Regions from separate parts of the Sus scrofa genome. Here region 1 is linked to region 2. A link is a contact called in public HiChIP or PLAC-seq data. All regions are on one chromosome and are shown on one strand. Each heading gives the region's core, a stretch centred on a gene start, on an enhancer-like site or on the middle of the called end of the contact. The rest is flanking DNA. Distances are from core to core; before and after follow the strand shown. Region 1 overlaps MYH10 (myosin-10). Region 2 overlaps PFAS (phosphoribosylformylglycinamidine synthase).

Region 1 (5,297 bases), core at 1,268-3,767, 190 kb after region 2:
AGGGTTCTCAAAAACTAAAAAATAGAACTACCATATGATCCAGCAATCCCACTCCTGGGCATCTATCTGGAGAAAACTATAATTTGGAAAGATACATGCACCCCCAACGTTCACAGCAGCACTATTCACAATAGCCAAGACATGGAAACAACCTAAATGTCCATCAACAGATGAATGGATTAAGATGTGATGTATACGGGAAATAGAATATTACACATCCATGAAAAAGAACCAAACATGCCATTTTTAGCAACATGGATCTGACTAGAGACTCTCATGCTAAGCAAAGTTAAGTCAGAAAAGGACAAACACCATATGATATCACTTATATGTGGAATCTAAAATATGGCACAAATGAACTTAGCTACAGAACAGAAACAGACTCACAGACATAGAGAACAGACTTGTGGTTGCCAAGGGGGAGGTGGGAAGGAGTGGGCTGGACAGGGAGTTTGGGGTTAGTTGATGCAAACCATTCCATTTAGAATGGATGAGACAACGAGGTCCTGCTGTACAGCACAGGGAACTCTATACCCAGTCTCCTGGGACAGACCATGATGGAAAATAACGCATTAAAAAAATATGTAGGTATGACTGAGCCGCTTTGTTGTATGGCAGAAATGGGCAGGACACTGTCGATCAACTATAGTAAATGATAAAAAATTTATAAAAACCCACATACGACCATTTAATAAGTGCCCTTAATATAACAGGGCTTTAAACTCCTTTGTAAGCAGCATCCTCTCCCCCTCAGAGTCCCCCGGCACGGCCCTGACCAGGAACCTGCGAGCCTCCCTTTCCTGCATCTCTGGCATCTTCTCACTTCGGAATCCCCTCCTGTTTCTCTTAGCTCAGGGTGATGAAATGTCAACTATAACAAAACAACCTCATTCACAGTGGGCAGCAATGCAAGTGTGTACAGTGGGACCACCCCTGGGACCCACACCCCAGGCAGAGCCCATCATGCTGGAAGACCTGCCTCCCAGACCCAGGACCCCAGGGCCCTGAAAGACGAGCTCAGGGGACAGCTTCTGGGTGTGCAGGCTGGTTACAGTGCAAGGCGGTTGAGAGCAGAGGCACAGAAAGAGGTGTTAAGGAGGCCTTTCTGGGACCAACAAGCTTCCCCGGCTTACAGATCACATAAAGGGCAGAGTCAGCATCGCAGCCCCTCCCTCTGGGTACCTGGGTGTCCTGGAGCTGAGACTCAAGACTAGCTGCATCCTTAGCAAACTTAATCCCCTTCTTCTCTGCTTCTTCTAGAAGAGTTGAGACGTTATCCAGTTCATTCTGTGAGGAGGAATAAAGGGTCAGACTCACTTTAACAGGCAGATAGGAACAAGTTGGGGTTCTGGACCCTAAACACCCACCAAGGGCAGGGAGGGGTCGATCCCAAACCGCCAGCCTCAGCTAAGGCAGACTCACCCCCGGGAGTCCTCTGCCCTCAGCAGTGCCCAGCACGCAGTGTGCCCAACACGCAGGCTCGGACATCGAGCACTATACTGGCAGAGCCCCCCCCCCCCCCCGAGGGGGTTCTCCTCCCTCTGGTTTGCTGTCTTGTTTTTTATCATGAACAGACAAAAATGACACCGAATCCTCTGAAAGAGTGACTGCTGTCCTGTGTGAGGAGGCTCCGTAATTAGGAGGGGGTTTATTTTCATCCTTTTTCCCACCAAGATGCATTAATCACATGTAGGTGGCAGAAGTAAAATTCCCATTCTTAGAGCTTGAAGACTTTATCACAGACGCGAGTTAGTTTAAATGTTAACATGGCCCGAAGGCTTCTTTTTCCTTTTTAAGGCTGCACCTGTGGGATATAGAAGTTGTATATCTAGAGGCCAGGGGTTGAATCTGAGCTGTAGCTGCTGGCCTACACCACAGCCACAGCTACGTGGGATCAAAGCCACGTCTGTGACCTACAGCACAGCTCACGCCAATGCCGGATCCTTAACCCACTGAGCAAGGCCAGTGATCGAACCCGCGTCCTCATGGTTCCCAGTTGGATTTGTTTCTGCTGATCCACGACGGGAAGTTATTCTTAAACTTAAAAAACCCGGAAGTTATTTATTTATTTGCTTTTTTAAGGCGCACCCTGGGGCATATGGAGGTTCCCAGGCTAGGGGTCGAATCGGAGCCACAGCTGCCGGCCTACACCACAGCTCACGGCAATGCCAGATCCTTAACCCACCAGCGAGGCCAGGGATTGAAACCGAAACCTCACGGTTCCTAGTCAGATTCGTTTCCACTGAACCACGATGGGAACTCCCCAAAGTTATTTTTAAACTTAAAAAAAACCTCTTCCCCCCTTTTAGGGAAGATCTTCTATGTGGTTATTTATTTTTTAGCCGAAAAAGGTTTATTGCAGGGGCATGTAAGGAAAACGGGTGGCTTGTGACCCCCACAAACCCTGAAATCCCGTTTCTGTGGGGATGGTGGCTCTCAGAAGAGACAGAGGCTGCCCTTTGCTCTGGTCTGTCGTCTCGTCACGTCAGCACAGGGAAGGCAAACAGAAGACGTCTCGGTTCATGTCAGTCAAGCTAATGACACTTCCATTTTTCCGCTTTTCAGCGACACCCTTCAGAGAGCCTGTGCTTCACCCGCCTTGGCCGCAGTGGGTGGGGTGGGCCCTGGGCTCAGCGGAGCCCTGCTGCCCTCATGTCCAGCGCCACAACCGGCCAGGCGAGTCCCGGAGGGCGCGGGCTTCTCTGAGCCTCACGTCCTACTGAGCAGACCCACCTGGGGCCATGAGAGCCTCAGGTGCGGGGACCACACCCAAGGAGCCTACTGTGCGCCTGGGGCAGCCGAATGTCGGGCTCCCCCACCCCAACATGGCAGGCAGCAGCCAGTAACAGTTTGCCAGGCCTACCTGTAGCTTATTTGCTTTCTCAGCCAGTTCGACCCTGAGTCTGTCTCCTTCTGAGACCTTGGCGTGGAGCTCCTGGACCTGGGCATCCAGCTTCTTCCTCTTGTGCTCGGACTCGGCCTTGACCTGCTGCAGCACCTTCACCTCACACGCCAGCTCCTTGTTGTCAGTCTCCAGGCCCTGTTTGTTCTTCTCCAGGTTCGCTTTGAACTGGGGGGAGAGGACACAGGGTTGGCTGGGGTTTGAGAACACGCCCGAAGGCGCTGCTTCACCCCTGGAGCCAGTGCTGGGCACGGCTTGAATGAAAGCATGTGCTCTCCGCCCACCCGCGAGGATTCCCACGCGAGGAGCCCCCGGCCACGCGGCTGATCCAGGTACGGGGGCGGCCACCCTCGGCCTTGTCAGTGCAGCCGGGGCCACGGGCCGAGCGCTTCTGTCCCAAGACCAGTCCTTCGGTCACGTCATCCTTGCGTAGAACAAGCTCTGTCGATGTAAACCTTTCTTTTCTTCCTCTTATTTTTTTTTAGGGCTGCATCTGTGGCAGTTCCCAGGGAAGAGGTAGAATAGGAGCTGCAGCTGCCAGCCTAGGCTACAGTGACAGCCACGCCAGATCCCAGCCCGGTCTGCCACTTACACCGCAGCTCCCGGCTGGATCCTTAACCCACTGAGTGGGGCCAGGGATCGAACCTGCATCCTTATGGATCCTGGCTGGGTTCTTAACCCGCTGAGCTGCTATGGGAACTCCAGTGTAAACATTTCTTACCAAGGAGCTGAGGCTCCTGTTGCTGGGGTGACATTAACACGGGGACAACGTGTGACTAACAGTAGGGGGGAGGGGGCGTGAGCAGCACCGTAGGCCGGTGGGAGGGTGACCACCACAGGCTGGGTCTCCGTGGGGACGTCCTCAGATGACAAGGATGGAGGACAGGCTTTCAAGGTGATGTGGTGGGGCGGGGTGGGGGGTCGCGCCGTGGGGCTCTGGCTAAACATCCTCACGCCACTGGGCCTCAGTGTGCCCCCCTCGGAGGGAGACGGAGAGGGAGCCCACAGGAGTGGGACGCAGGGTAAGCCCATGCCCAGGCACTGGGCACAGGACCTGACATGTGCTCAGGGGCAGGTCATCCGTGTCCCACTGCTGCCCTGAGTGAGCAGGGGCCGCGGACAGGCGGCGAGGGGATGGGGACAGCAGAGCAGAGCCCACCCTCTTGGCCTGTTCCAGCTGCTCCGAGAGCTCCTCCAGGGCCGCCGCGTGCCGCTGCCTCATGTCCTGGATCTGAGCCTCGTGGTTCTTGGTTTCCTCTTCGAGAGCCTTCTTCAGCTCTGCCACTTCCTGTTCACGTTTTGTCCTAGAGAAACAGAGTGTTGGGGAAAGGAGCTCAGCATGAGTTGCACGGCGACATGTGTATTACAAGGGCTGCTTCTGTTTGAAAGGTCACATCGATCTCTTGCCAACAGGCTGGCGCGTCCCTTATGTGATACCGAGGAACCTTCTCAGCCGGCACCCCTCCTGTTCCTTGTGCCGTCAGTGTAATGTCCCTTGGGGTCCTCGGATGTCTAGGGACAGTCTGGCGGTGCTGGCGGCCAGGCACTGGTTAACGCCAGACGCTAAGAGACCTGCCACGGCACCGGCGGACACTTCAGTCAAACTGGGGAAGGGGGTGTCTGCGGAGGTCTCCTTCCTCCGTTCGTCTCACCCCGAGGCCCAAAGAGACTTAAACCTGTGAGTCTGATAAGCAGGACGTCGCTTGCTGAGAACTGTTATTTTACGCTAATCACGTGATACACACCACGGGGAGGAACCAACGCAGAGGCGGGGGTGGGGGTGAGGGGTCTGAGTCCTTCGAGGGGCGCAGGGTCCACGCAGTAATGCCTCTGGCTGTGCCCCCCCGCCCCCGTGCTTTCCAGCCACTGCTATTTTGCTGCTGGTCCAGCAGCCATGGTTTCCCGGAGGGCGAGAGGATGCTCCAAGTGACAACGCGAAGAGCACCAGCCTCTCCCAGGAGGACGCGCGCCTCCGCCCCCCGCTCACCGCAGTTCCTGCTGAGCCGCCGTGGTGTCCAGCGTGTCCTCCAGCTCTGTCTTCAGAGCCTCCAGCTCCTCGCTCAAGTCCCTCTTCTGCTTTTCCGCCTTGTTCCGCGACGCCTTCTCGGATTCAAAGTCTTCCTGAAGCTCAGCGATCTGGGCTTGCAGCTCCCGCACGACCTTCAGTGCGTTGTTCTTGTGCAGCGTCTCGTCGTCACCCCTGCGGGGACAGCCGGGCACGAGATGCGCTCAGAGCTGGTGCCCGGGATGTTTCCAGTGGCGACCCCCTCGCACCTCCCTCCCTCCCTCCCTCCGCCTGGGCCCGCTGAACGGATAAACGAGGTTCCACTGTACGGCGGAGGGAACTGCTGTCAATAGCCTAGGAGAACCCTTAGTGGAAAAGAACACACAAAAA
Region 2 (5,220 bases), core at 1,423-3,922:
CGTGCTGGCACGAAAGGGCAGCCATCCGCCTCTTTCTGGTTCTCACCCCAGCCTCTCTGTTCCCTCCTAGGGTGGGCAGCTGCCGTGACCTTTAACCCACGGGCCGGGGCTGAGCTGAGGCGCTTCCGGGAGCGGCCAGACACCTTCAGCCTGGGCGTGTGTAACGGCTGCCAGCTGCTGGCTCTGCTGGGCTGGGTGGGAGGCAGTCCCGGGGAGGAGGCAGCAGAGAGGGGCCAGGATTCCTGGCCAGCCCGGCCCGGCCTCCTGCTGCGCCACAACCTGTCGGGGCGTTATGAGTCACGCTGGGCCAGCGTGCGTGTGGGACCCGGGCCAGCCCTGATGCTGCGAGGGATGGAGGGCGCCGTGCTGCCCGTGTGGAGCGCTCACGGGGAAGGTCAGGCTCCGGGAAGGCGGGGGGGGGAGGGGGGCCAATGAAGGAGCTTTGCCCTCACGCCCCCCCCTTCCATCCCAGGTTACATGGCATTTTCCTCTCCGGAACTCCAAGCCCAGATCGAGGCCAGGGGCTTGGCTCCGCTGCACTGGGCAGACGATGATGGGAACCCCACAGAACAGTACCCCCTGAATCCCAACGGGTCCCCAGGGGGCGTGGCTGGCGTCTGCTCCCCTGACGGCCGCCACCTGGCTCTCATGCCGCACCCTGAGCGGTCTGTGCGGCCTTGGCAGTGGGCATGGCGGCCTCCTCCCTTTGACACGCTGGCCACCTCGCCCTGGCTCCAGCTCTTCGTTAATGCCCGAAAGTGGACCCAGGAAGGAGGCTGCTGAGCAGGCCAGGAGGCCGCCCTGGGCCCCATGGTTTGTGCCTGGGGTGACTGCTCCCCTCTCACGCATTCCCTTTAGAAATACCTCATATTCTTTCCAACTGTGTTTTGGAGGGACAGGGACCAAAATCCCAAAAAAAGCCTCAGCTCATTTTACTAATCTGCCTGTCATTGCCTTACGCTATTGGACCTGTTTTCAGTTCTACTCTGACATGTTTTGTTCTTTGTGGGCCCGGGAAGCCCACATGGGCTGTGAGGGTTTCAGAGAAAAGAGCCTGCAGCAGAAAGTTAGGATGCAGGGGGGGACGGGGTTCCACGGCGCCCCCCTCACTGTACCACGTCACTCGTGTCACTTATCTGAGCTGTCACGTATGGCCCCCTTCCCCATCACCGGGGTTTAGGGGATGGGGGTGTACAAAACCATGCAAGTCAGGTCCGCAGCGTTCTCATCTGAAAACCAGCAGCAGCTTTCTGGATGCTTCTTTTTAAATGCTGCACAGTGCTGAGCATAACCAATCGTTGGCAGCTTCTCTGACAGGGTCTCCCTCTGTGCCATAGGGCTGCCCTGCTGCTGGCCTCTGAACTCAATTTTCCTGACTTTTTGACTTTGAATGTAGCAGATCGCTTCCTGACAGCAGTGGTCAGCACCCTGATGCCTCACACCGAGTAGTATTCATTCATTCATTCATTCATTCCTTCCTTTAACATTTGATTGATGATTCACCACGGTGCCAAGCACTCTCACTGCTGCCAGGGAGTTTATGATCTAATAAGATTATTTTTTCTTTCTTTTTTTTTCTTTTTCTTTTTTGCTTTTTATGGCCATACCTGTGGCATATGGAGGTTCCCAGGCTAGGGGTCTAATGGGAGCTACAGCTGCCGGCCTACACCACAGCCACAGCAATGCCAGATCCGAGCCACATCTGCAACATACATCACAGCTCACAGCAACACTGGATCAGCTGTGGCTCAGGTTCAGTCCTTGGTCCAGAAACTTCCATATGCTGCAGGTGTGGCTATAAAAAAATAAACATGATATAAATAAAAATTAAAACAAATCCTAAGAGTTCAGTAAGGTTCTTGATAGCGTCACTCCATCCCCGCCCCACCCCCTATTTTTTTTTTTAACAAAAGAAGAACTAAGAGCTAAATAAATTGCCCGGGGTCACACAGCAAAGGGCAGAGCCAGAAGGCCATGTCCAGTGATGCAACATCTGCTTCCCACCACTCTGCTGTCACATTTCCGGGAGGAGGCGTCAGGGATTCTTGCCGACAGCTGTTCTTGCTTCCTTTGCTCAGAAGAGTGTGTGTAGAGGCCACTTCCTTATGACTGTGTTTTGTAGCTCAAGTCGGCTTGCCCCTAAATAACATCTTTTTTTTTTTTTTTTTTTTTTTTGTCTTTTGATTTCTTGGCCACTCCCGGGAATATGGAGATTCCCAGGCTAGGGGTTGAATCGGAGCTGTAGCCACCAGCCTATGCCAGGGCCACAGCAACGTGGGATCCGAGCCGCGTCTGCAACCTACACCACAGCTCACGGCAATGCCGGATCATTAACCCACTGAGCAAGGGCAGGGATCGAACCCACAACCTCATGGTTCCCAGTCGGATTCGTTAACCACTGCGCCACGACGGGAACTCCTCAACATCTTGATTAAAGAAGTTTCCCTGAGAATGGAGCCTGGAATCTCAGATTCCCAAGGGCTTTGGGCCTGCAGGGAAGGGGGAGGCTGAGAACATGGGCTCTTGGTAGAGAAGCCTAAGAGAAGATTGTCGAAAATCACCACTTGAGGTCTGTTTTTCCTTATTGCTTTGCAAACGGACCTATCCAGAGCAGGGTGGGGCTAGTAGGAGTCATTTCTGGCTTTTGATTTTTTGGCCACATCCTCCGCATGTGGAGGTTCCCCAGCAGATCAAAGCAGAACCACAGCAGTGACAACTTCAAATCCTTAACCCATTTCATCACCAGGGAACTCCCATTTTCAGCATTTGAATGTATTTGCTGATGCTGGGAAACCGTATAAATATTGTAAATAATCTCAAATGCACAGTTTTGGAGGCTAATACCAAGGCTTGGATGTCAAGTTGACGAGCACTTGATGCAAAACTAGAAGTGAGGGAGGGGGTAGACAGGCCTTGGGCTGAGAACAGCTGGGACCTGTCAGGCTGAGTAAATTGGGCCTTGCTTCTCTAGAAGCAAGTTAATGGCAGGAGCTGAGCTCTGCTGGAGTATAAAAGTAAGATGAAGGTATTCCTGTTGTGGCTCAGTGGGAACCAACCTAACTAGTACCCATGAGGATGAGGGTTCACTCCCTGGCCTTGCTCAGTGGGTTAAGTACCCAGTGTTGCTATGAGCTGTGGTATAGTTTGCAGACGTGGTTCGGATCTGGTATGGCTGTGGTGTAGGCTGACAGCTGTAGCTCCTATTCGACCCCTAGTGCCTAAAAATAAATTAAAAAAAAAAAAGATGACTGCTTCAATCAATCACTCCTGCGGTCAAGGAGACCCCCCCCCCATTACACATGTGCAGAGTCAAAAAGGAAGGGGGCACCAGGCCATCTCAGAACCTTTTGCTCTGGAATCCGTCTTTGCCAAAAGATGGGCACGCATATCGGGGAGGGCCCTGGGTCCAGCCAGAACTGTCTCACCTCTCTGATGTGCTCCTCATTCAGGGGTACACCCAAGCCCTGCTCCTTTGGGGTGTGGATTACTGCTCTGCTTCTGTCTTAGATAAATAGACTACTCTCTGTGCTCTCCCACGTCGTACTGTGTCTCTAACAATAAAGTTTATACCTGTTTTTGCAGTCTTTGCCTCCTTAAAACATTCTTACTTTCAACAGGGGCCAAGAATCAGCAATTCTACTTTTAGCTCTATTAATCTAGTGGCTAGGATTCCTGGTTTTCATCCAGGCTGCCCAGGTTCAAGTCCTGAGCAGAGAATTAAGATCTTACTTCAAGCCATCCCTCACTGCTCTCCGAGATCAGAAGGATGGTGGAGGAGTTCCTGTTGTGGCTCAGCGGTAACAAACCCAACTAGTATCCATGAAGACACGGTTTGACCCCTGGCCCCACTCAGTGGGTTAAGGATCTGGCGTGGCTGTGAGCTGTGGTGTAGGTTGCAGACGCTGTGGCAGTGGTGTAAGCCATCAGCTGTATCTCTGATTCAGCCCCTAGCCTGGGAACTTCCATAAGCTGTGGGTTTGGCCCTAAAAAACAAAAAAAAAAAAAAAAAAAAAGGATAATGGAGGTCCCTGGTGGCTCAGTGGGTGAGAGATCTGCCATCGTTGTCACTGTAGTGGCTCAGGTCGCCGCTGTGATACAGGATTTGATCCTGGTCCTGGAATTTTTGCATGCCAGTGGGTGCAGCCTCTCCTCCCAAAAAACAAAGCAGAAGAATGGTAACTGAGGTAACTTGCTGATTGGCTATCATGGGTAAATTCATGCATTTTGGAGATGGAGTGGTTTCTAGTTTAGATCACTCTGGCCAAGCAAGAAGTACCCTCGGACACTGCCAAGACCAAGTCAGCTCAGCTTCTCATCCCTGTTTATTTTTGTTGTCTTTTCGTCTTTTCTAGGGCTGCAAGGCAGGATCCTTAACCCACTGAGCAAGGCCAGGGATTGAACCTGCCACCTCATGGTTCCTAGTCGGATTTGTTAACCACTAAGCCATGACGGGAACTCCTCCCATTCCTGTTTTCATTCCGTAGCTACACAACCCTGTCCTTGCTGGTTCCTGACCCAGCTCTTAGCTCCCTCCCCATCCCTCCGAAACTTTGCAGGCTAGCTGTTCTTTGCCTCTCTGCCTTCACGGGAAATCACCTGCTGTGAAATCTATTCACAGCCTCAGGCAAGGGAGTTGGGGGTTGGCTCCTCTCTGAACCACTCCCAGATTCTTCTCCACTCCACTCCCTTTGAAGAAAATCTTGCCATTCTAGCTTCCTGCCGTTCTGTACCACCTTCACCCTCCTCTGTGTTCTGCTGACTCCCCCCGCCTCACTCCCCGTGGAAGGGGATACTAGTTGTTCCTCAATATCTGATTTCCCTTTCTAGAAATGCAATAAGAGCCTCCAGGATTTTAGCAGAGGTTGTGGCTGCTCAAAATAAAGATGACATCTAGTTGCCCTTCAGCTGTGACTAAATTCTGATTGACAGAAGAGAAAATGAGGTACAGAATGTGCAAGTGTTCTTAAAAGAAGGGGTGCATGCTTCTCGTCACCCATTCTTGCTTCCAGCTATCTGGAATGAAGATGTGATAGCTGGAACTCAAGCACCATATTGGTCCATGAGGTAGCCTTTAGGAATTGTCACCATGCAGAGCAGAGTAACAAGATAAAAAGGAGACTGGGTCTCTTGACATTGAGGAGTACGTGTGCGTTCCAGACAGGCTGTCACTGGATGTCATAAGTGTGGAGACAAACCTCTCTCATTTAAGCCCTGTTTTGG

Evidence for each region. HiChIP or PLAC-seq counts read pairs in DNA pulled down with a chosen protein or histone mark.
Region 1: an H3K27ac HiChIP or PLAC-seq map of alveolar macrophages shows a contact between it and region 2. The contact joins two enhancer-like sites. A contact is called at or near these places in 4 of 47 Hi-C or Micro-C datasets (epiblast stem cells, retroperitoneal adipose tissue, skeletal muscle and 1 more) and 1 of 2 datasets of contacts at active chromatin or transcription factors (alveolar macrophages).

What each region holds. Positions count from the first base shown.
Region 1 is chr12:53,662,839-53,668,135 of Sscrofa11.1, forward strand. MYH10 (myosin-10) reads right to left here. Exons shown (of 44, transcript XM_021067863.1): 28 at 4,890-5,102; 29 at 4,062-4,206; 30 at 2,864-3,070; 31 at 1,183-1,287. Among named protein-coding and RNA genes, the nearest start is that of NDEL1, 64 kb to the left of the region's middle. Within about 2 kb of position 2,518, at least 9 of the 83 cell types and tissues checked have an H3K27ac peak or open chromatin away from gene starts, as enhancers often do. A contact at or near this core is called in alveolar macrophages and retroperitoneal adipose tissue, where this site is marked.
Region 2 is chr12:53,473,674-53,478,893 of Sscrofa11.1, forward strand. PFAS (phosphoribosylformylglycinamidine synthase) reads left to right here. Exons shown (of 33, transcript XM_003358276.4): 32 at 71-394; 33 at 473-3,581. The coding sequence ends at 783. Among named protein-coding and RNA genes, the nearest start is that of RANGRF, 9.0 kb to the right of the region's middle. Within about 2 kb of position 2,673, at least 10 of the 83 cell types and tissues checked have an H3K27ac peak or open chromatin away from gene starts, as enhancers often do. A contact at or near this core is called in alveolar macrophages and retroperitoneal adipose tissue, where this site is marked.